2 separate regions of the Ovis aries genome follow, and region 1 is linked to region 2. A link is a contact called in public Hi-C data. All regions are on one chromosome and are shown on one strand. The core of a region is the stretch at or near the end of the contact, and the rest is flanking DNA. Distances in the headings are between cores, read along the strand shown. Region 1 has its middle 33 kb from the start of PLAU. Region 2 has its middle 15 kb from the start of PLAU.

Region 1 (3,659 bases), core at 786-3,285, 48 kb after region 2:
GAAACAAAATATTGCCTTAGTTTCCAGGATATTTCATGATGGGTACTTGGTCTCCTGATCCTGCATATCTCTTGGTTTCTGATCTTTGTGTGCTAAATCGCTTCAGTTGTGTCTGACTCTGTGCAACCCCATGGACTGTAGCGCACCCAGGCTCCTCTGTTTATCCAAGCAAGAATACTGGAGTGGGTTGCCATTTCCTTCTCCAGGAGATCTTCCCAACCCAGGGATTGAACCCACATCTCTTGCGTCTCCTGCATTAGCAGGCGAGTTCTTTACCACTAGTACCACTTGGGAAGCCCCTTCTGACCTTTAGCTGAACTCTTAACTGTTTCCCTCCTGGTTCTTGTCTGACTCTGTGGTTTGACTTTTGACAGAGGTATCTGTCCTGTTAATTACTGGGCTTTCCAGCAGGCCTTATCTCTGTTCCAGGCCTATGTGAATCATCAAAGCCTTGCCTCTGTCTTCCCATTATAATTTTCCATCTTGCCCATAGTTGTAGTGCTGAGTGAGGTAAAATCATCCCCAGGGTCTAGGTTCTAAGAGCGCTCAGGAAGATCCACCTTTTCCTACATCTGAGAGTCCATTCGTAGAGAGTTAAGTTCTTCTAAACATCCTGTGTATATCAAAGCATCCACACAAAAATTCTGTATTAACTCATATTAAGTGGAAAAAAGAGTTTGTAGCCAAATAAGTTTAGGGAATGCTCTGTAGTCTTAGTCTCTTGTCTAAAACAAGGTTTCTCAGACTCCTTGATATATTATGTTCAGGATAAAGATCCAATAAGGGCATTTATACAGTTCACAATCCAGTACCCCAAACCCTTGGGATGAGATGTACTTGAAATTCCAAATTTTTGTGTGAATATATGATTTATCCCATAGCATCCCCAGCAGAGTGGGAGAGGCCCTGTAATCACATATTTCTGTAACAAAACATATGGATATTCACACTAAGTAGGTTAAATAAAGAATCTGAAAAGTTACACATCAATTTAGGTCAGGTTCTGTCCCTGAGTTATGAAAAACCATTTATTTTTCAGGACTTTTTTGACTTCAACATTATGGATAAAAGATTGTGAACCTGTATATGAAGCCCCCCACTCCAAACATATTTGACCACAGAATCCCCGTTTTCCGGGGGCATCCCACAGGAACAGGATCCGCAGACTCTGGAGGACACTCAAGCTATTGGTCTATATTGCAACCTTCCCAGGGGAGGGGACACACTGCGGTCTCACTGGGCACTCACATTAGTCTCATCATCTCTGGGGACAAGTGGATGAGATGGGGATTCTAATAACTGAATAAGGAGAAAGAGATTAAAAGACGAAGCTCCTACCAGACATAGCAGATCTGGGCAGATAGTCCTGGTGCTCAACCTTCAAGCCCTGGGTGGAAAACCCAGCATGAGGAAGAGCAGCGCTGTGAGACACAGGCTCGAGTTTGCCTCTTAGCACTGTCCACATTTTTCTCATTTCCTTAAAAAATTCGCTTTTTTTCTCTCCCTGATTGTTCTTTTCTACTGTAAGGAGTTATTGTTCTGAGTGTTGCTGAGGGAGAAAGGCAGGCCCAGGGCTGATGCTGGGTCCTTGGGAAGAAGGCTTCCCCTTGCTCTGGCATCATCATCCCAGCCCAGAGCTGAGGTGGGGGTGGGCGGAGTAGGCTGCACACCTAAGGCCAATGTCCCCTGGGTAAGGAGGAGGATGTTGGATTTCTGGAAGATTTCCAGGAAGACTTCCTGCTCTGACAAAAACAACACAAACACAGGAAAAGGCTTTGGGGCCTAAGGGGAGGGAATAGTGGACCAGAGTAGAGACTTTGGAATGGGACAGCCGATACAGAGGAGCCTTCCCCTCCTTAGCCAGCTATGTTCCTCCAGCCAACTGAGAGCATTTCTCCACTGAGGGTGAAGGTTGGGAGCTTGAGGAGGGAGACCAGTAACTCTTGAACCCTCCTCACTTTCCTCTTTTATCTACTCTGCACTTGGTGTAATATTTCGCTATGGCTTGGTCCATGGTGGTTGGAGGTGGAGAGGAGACAGTGAATCAGAGGGCCATTTAGCTAGGGCCTCACATTTATGAAGGGTCTCAAATACCGACCTTAAATGTGTGGGGTTGCATATCCAATGAGGAGCCTCATTCACCGAGATTAGCAGAAAGCACGCATCCCAAACTTGTCCCATTACCAGACCAACCACCTAGGCCAGAAAAAGTTCTTAAAACCTGAATAATGTCTGAATTTAGGTTACTAGTATAAATGTTAATTTCTTAGTTTTGATGAATGGACCTTTCTTCTTATTGTTGTTCAGTTGCTAAGTCATGTCCAACTCTTTATGACCCCATGAACTACAGCACTCCAGGCTTCCCAGTCCTTCACTATCTCCAGGAGTGCTGTAAACTATTATTATTTTCATATGGTTTGTCAATTGCACCACTGGCTTCCCTGGTGGCTCAGACAGTAAAGAATCTACCTGCAATGAGGAAGACCTGGGTTCGATCCCTGGGTTGGGAAGATCCCCTGGAGGAGGGCATGGCAACCCACTCCAGTATTCTTGCCTGGAGAATCCCCACGACAGAGGAGCCTGGTCGCAAAGAGTTGGACATGACTAAGCAGCTAAGCACATGCTACATCATATATTCGTATGTATGTGTGTGTGTGTGTGTGTGTCTGGGGGAGCCATAAGCTTTAATTTGCTAAGTATAAACATTTGAAATAGGTTACAATTTAGTAACTATTTTTTGGCAATTAAAAAACATATCAGGATCCATAAAAATGGAAGTAGTAAACATTTTAAAATAACAAAATGGAAACAGTCTGGTGCTTCTTCACCTTTGAGAAGGATAAGGGGAGCCCCAGGCAGGAGGCTCAGGGAGTCTTCCCAGCTGTGTGCTGGGATTCAGCTTCTAGCGGACAGGATATTCTGCCAGCTCCTGGGCCCTCCTTTCATGGCTCCTGCCAACTCTGGCTTCATCTGCATCACTCTAGCGGCCTCTGCTGGGCTGGGGGTGAAAGGCGACCGAGAATGGAGTGGCACTCAGAACCCTGGTTGGGAAGTTGGGTGGGATGCTCTGGTGGGCAGTGTGAGGACATTGGTGCTCATATTAAGAAGATAAGATCCAAAGACTTCAAGGCTGTTTATACCATGCTTTGTTGGAACAGACTGTTCTGTTAGCGGTGCTGAGGATGGGAGGCAAGTTTAGATAAGAAGGCAAGATGGCTGAGCCCAGGGAGAGAAATGCTCTGTTGCTGAGTGGGGATTCCTGACTCAGTTTCTCCTTTTCTGAGCCCTGGCTGCATATGGTGACCACAAAGGGCCTGGCCTCTCTGAAAAGGGCAGCCATTCTCCTCTATGCAGCAGGGTTGGGTCATGACCTCTTTGATTCAAAGAGAGAGAACAGGAAGTCCTCCAGAGGCCTCTGGCCACAGCTGAGTTCTCTGATGAAGCTTTTACTAAAGGACCTTGTTTTGAGGGCAAGCAGTAGCCTTACCCAGGCAGTTAATGAAAATCCTTCTTAGGCACATAGCATTTATTCCTGTGAGGTAGATGGTAACATTCAGGCCTCCGATCGCTTCTTTGAACCTACTGGTGACCAAGTGAGTCCCAGTGAGTGCTGGGAATAAAAATAGCACACGGAAGCCCACAGCTTATTGCAGCTGCCG
Region 2 (3,656 bases), core at 116-2,615:
GCAATTATTTTTTTGTAAAATACACATAATGTAAAGTTTTCCATTTTTCACCACTTTTTACATCTCAGTGGTACTAAATACATTCAGTTTGTTGTGAAACCAACTGTTCATTTCCAGAACTTTTCCCATCATTTGAAACAGAAACTCTGTATCCATTAAACAATATTTCCTCCAAACACCTGCTAACCTCTGTTTTTTCTGTCTGTATGAATTTGCCTATTCTATATACTTCTTAGAAGTGGAGTCATACAATATATAGCCTTTTGTGTCTTGCTTATCTCACTAAAGAATGTTGTCAAAGTTCATGCATATCATCCCATGTGTCAGAATTTCATTCATTTTTAAGGCTAAAAAATATTCCATTGCATGCCTATGCCACCTTTGGTTTATTCCTTCAATGTCAATGCACAGTTGGGTTGCTTCATCTTTTGACTACCGTGAATAATACCACCATGAACATGAACTATGAACTATGCTCAGTCGCTCAGTCATGTCTGACTCTATGTGAGTCCATGGACTGTAGCCCACCAGGCTCCTGTGTCTATGGGATTTTCCAGGTAAGAATACTGGAATGGGTTGCCATTTCCTTCTCCAGGGGATCTTCCGCACCCAGGGATCCAGCCTGGGTCTCCTACATTGCAGGTGGATTCTTTACCATCTAAGCCACCAGGGAAGTCCATGAACGTGGCTCAGCAAGTATTCTGTTTCAGTCCTTGCTTTCAATTCTTTTGGGTATATACCTAGGAGTAGAATTGCTCGATCATATGTTAATTCTATATTTAATTTTTTGAGGACTTGCCAAACTGTTTTCCACAGTGTCTGCATCATTTTACTTTCCTACCAGCAATGCACAAAGGTCCTAATTTTTTCCACATCCTCACCAACACTTGTCGTTTTCCACTATTTTGATAAAAACCATCCTAATGGATGTGAAGTGGTATGTGAGATCCCTTTGGACCACAGCACTCCACAAGTCCAAGTGTTCCAGATTCCCAAGGTCTGCTTTGCTCCCTGGGGCTCCCACGAGGCTCCCTGGCTCTGAGAATGGTCTTTCCAGCCAACACACTTCTTTCTTTCCATGCCCTCTGGCCTCTCTTCCGGGCTCTGACAAGACACTACCCTTGTCTCTGTCTTTTGCTTACGGAGAGTTGGACCCAGAAGTAGGACAGACTTTGGGAAGAATACAAATCAGATTTCTTTAAGCCCTACAATCTTCTGAGCTGCTTTTTCCATGTTAGCTTCCAGACCAGAGACGACTGCGCTGGCTCCACGCGACCGACTTTATGACTTTGACCTGCCACTGACCTCAGCGCTAGAACACCATCCAGCTGCCTCAAGCAAAACTGTTTACTGGTCTTACCAGGACCTAAGGGAATGACTTACATTCTAGCTACACCCTGGGGGCTAGCTAAATCAGGACTTCCCTGAGCCCCTTCCTTTGCTAAGGCTCATATTTGGTGCTTTAGGGCTTCAAGATAGATACTGGGTGTGGTGATTCACCTCCTCACGAGCCTCATGACTCCTTGAGGGGAACTTGGAGACCTGGAATTTTGGTCATGATTCCCTGTTCGTATTCCCAGAACCCAAACTCTCTGGGGCAACATTTGTTTATATTGTTTAATGCTTACATCCTCTCCATAGACTTCTGATGTCAAGGGCATGGGTGTGTCAAACCTGGCCCCCTGATCTCAGGCTTTGCTTCAGCCCAGACCTTACCCCTTCACTTAAATTCTTTTTCTTTCAGCCACTTCTTTCTTCCATGGAAGCAGGTGGAAAGGACATCCTTCTGCTTTCACAAAATAGGAAACAGAGGCCCGTGGAGGGAAGTGAGTCACCCAGGTTCAAAGGCGGATTCAGAACCTGAGATGGGAATGGAACTCCATTCTCTGACTCTGAAACCACAGCTCTCAGCACGGCAGTCAACTGCTTCCTTAAGAGGAAGCTCTCGGCTCATGCTTGGAGACACGGCCTTTGTACTTGACAGGTGCCTCTGGGATTGGACAGTGGGACTCTCTGCCCTCAGTTGAAACTATTATTGAAACTATTGTTCTGGCCTTCAAATATGGATTTCATGGTTCAGCCCTTTAAAGGAACCTTCTAAAGATCTTTATAAAGTAAAACATATGACCCTGCAAGTTTGGAAAAACAAAAGTCCCTAATGAATAGGAACAATGACAGCTATACAAGAGTCTGGGTCCCGTTTCCTCCTTGAATTCTCACTTCCCCTTGGTGTCCTTTTATTTCAGTTCTTACTCCCCTTCTTCACCCAACACTGGGGGTTTATCATTTCCCCATTCCCTCCAGCCCAACCCCAGACAAAATGCAAGTTACTTTCTTAACTTCATTTATTTTCATTGAGACCAGTGGGAATTTTCAGCTTTACTAAAAATCTTATACACATCCTTGTTCAAGAACTTACAGTGCTTTCCTGGAGTCTGTGTTATCAAGTATAGACTTCTATTTGGCTTTTAAGAGTTTTTATAATCTGACTTCACCTTACCTATCTGTACGTGGTTCTCACTGCTCTCCGATGTAAATGCTCCCTAATTGGGCAAGACTGATCACTGCTTATGTACACGTGTATACACATACATACACACACAGAGTTAAACACATACAAAGTGTACTCTCCATAATATATACAATGTTTATCTAAGCTCCTATCTTGCTTAGAACTTCTTTTTTCCTGTCTTCTGCCAATCCTAACATGACTAATCCTTTACGATTTGTTCAGGTCCAGGAAATCTCTAATTTCAGTGTCTCTGTTCTCTAAGTTTTTACTTCATTTATGGTCAGTGTACATAATGTTTAATTTAACAGTTTTTTTTTTTAAATTGTGGTTAAAACAAAACAAAACAAAACACACAACACAGGGACTTTCCTGGTAGTCCAGTGGCTAAGACTCCGTGCTCCCAATGCAAGGGGCTGGGATTTGATCCCTGGTCAGGGAACTAGATTTTACATGCTGTAACTGAGAGCTTGCATGTTGCAATTAAAGACCCTGCGTGCCACAACTAAAGATCCCATGTGCCACAACTAACTTTATTTGGCACAACCAAATAAATAAATAAATAATTTTTAAAAACACATAACATAAAATTTATCATCTTAATTCTTTTTGAGTGTACAGTTCAGTAGTGTTAAGTATATTTACTTTACTGTGCAACAGCTCTCTTGAACCTCTTCATGTTGCAATATTAAGCTCTATGTTTTAAGCTCTACGACAGAGAGGGCCCCAGTAAATAAAATCAGAGGTGAACGAGAAATTACAGTTGACCCCAAAATATAAAGGATCATAAGAGATTACTGTGAAAAATTACATGCTGCAAAATTGGACAACCTAGAAGAAATGGATAAACTCCTAGAAACATACAATCTCCCAAGACTGAATCAGAAAAAAATAGAAAATATGAGCAGACTGATTAACAATAATAACATTGAATCAGTAATCAAAAAACAAACAAAAGTCCAAGGCCAGATGGCTTCTCAGGTGAATCTCATAAAACATTTATAGAGGAGTTAACACTTACCCTTCTCAAACTATTCCAAGAAGTTGGTAGGAAAGCCATACTTCTGAACTCATTCTATGATGCTAACATCATCTTGATATCAAAACCAGGTAGAGACAGCAAATAAAAAAGAAAATGTCAGGCTAA

What was found. A called contact is a pair of places that touch in the nucleus more often than the background predicts.
Region 1: a Hi-C map of blood shows a contact between it and region 2, with 2.6 times the contacts expected there. The contact joins two enhancer-like sites. A contact is called at or near these places in 13 of 16 Hi-C or Micro-C datasets (blood, hypothalamus, liver and 7 more).

What each region holds. Positions count from the first base shown.
Region 1 is chr25:29,044,241-29,047,899 of ARS-UI_Ramb_v3.0, forward strand. No RefSeq gene overlaps it. Among named protein-coding and RNA genes, the nearest start is that of PLAU, 33 kb to the left of the region's middle. Within about 2 kb of position 2,036, at least 12 of the 54 cell types and tissues checked have an H3K27ac peak or open chromatin away from gene starts, as enhancers often do.
Region 2 is chr25:28,996,421-29,000,076 of ARS-UI_Ramb_v3.0, forward strand. No RefSeq gene overlaps it. Among named protein-coding and RNA genes, the nearest start is that of PLAU, 15 kb to the right of the region's middle. Within about 2 kb of position 1,366, at least 8 of the 54 cell types and tissues checked have an H3K27ac peak or open chromatin away from gene starts, as enhancers often do.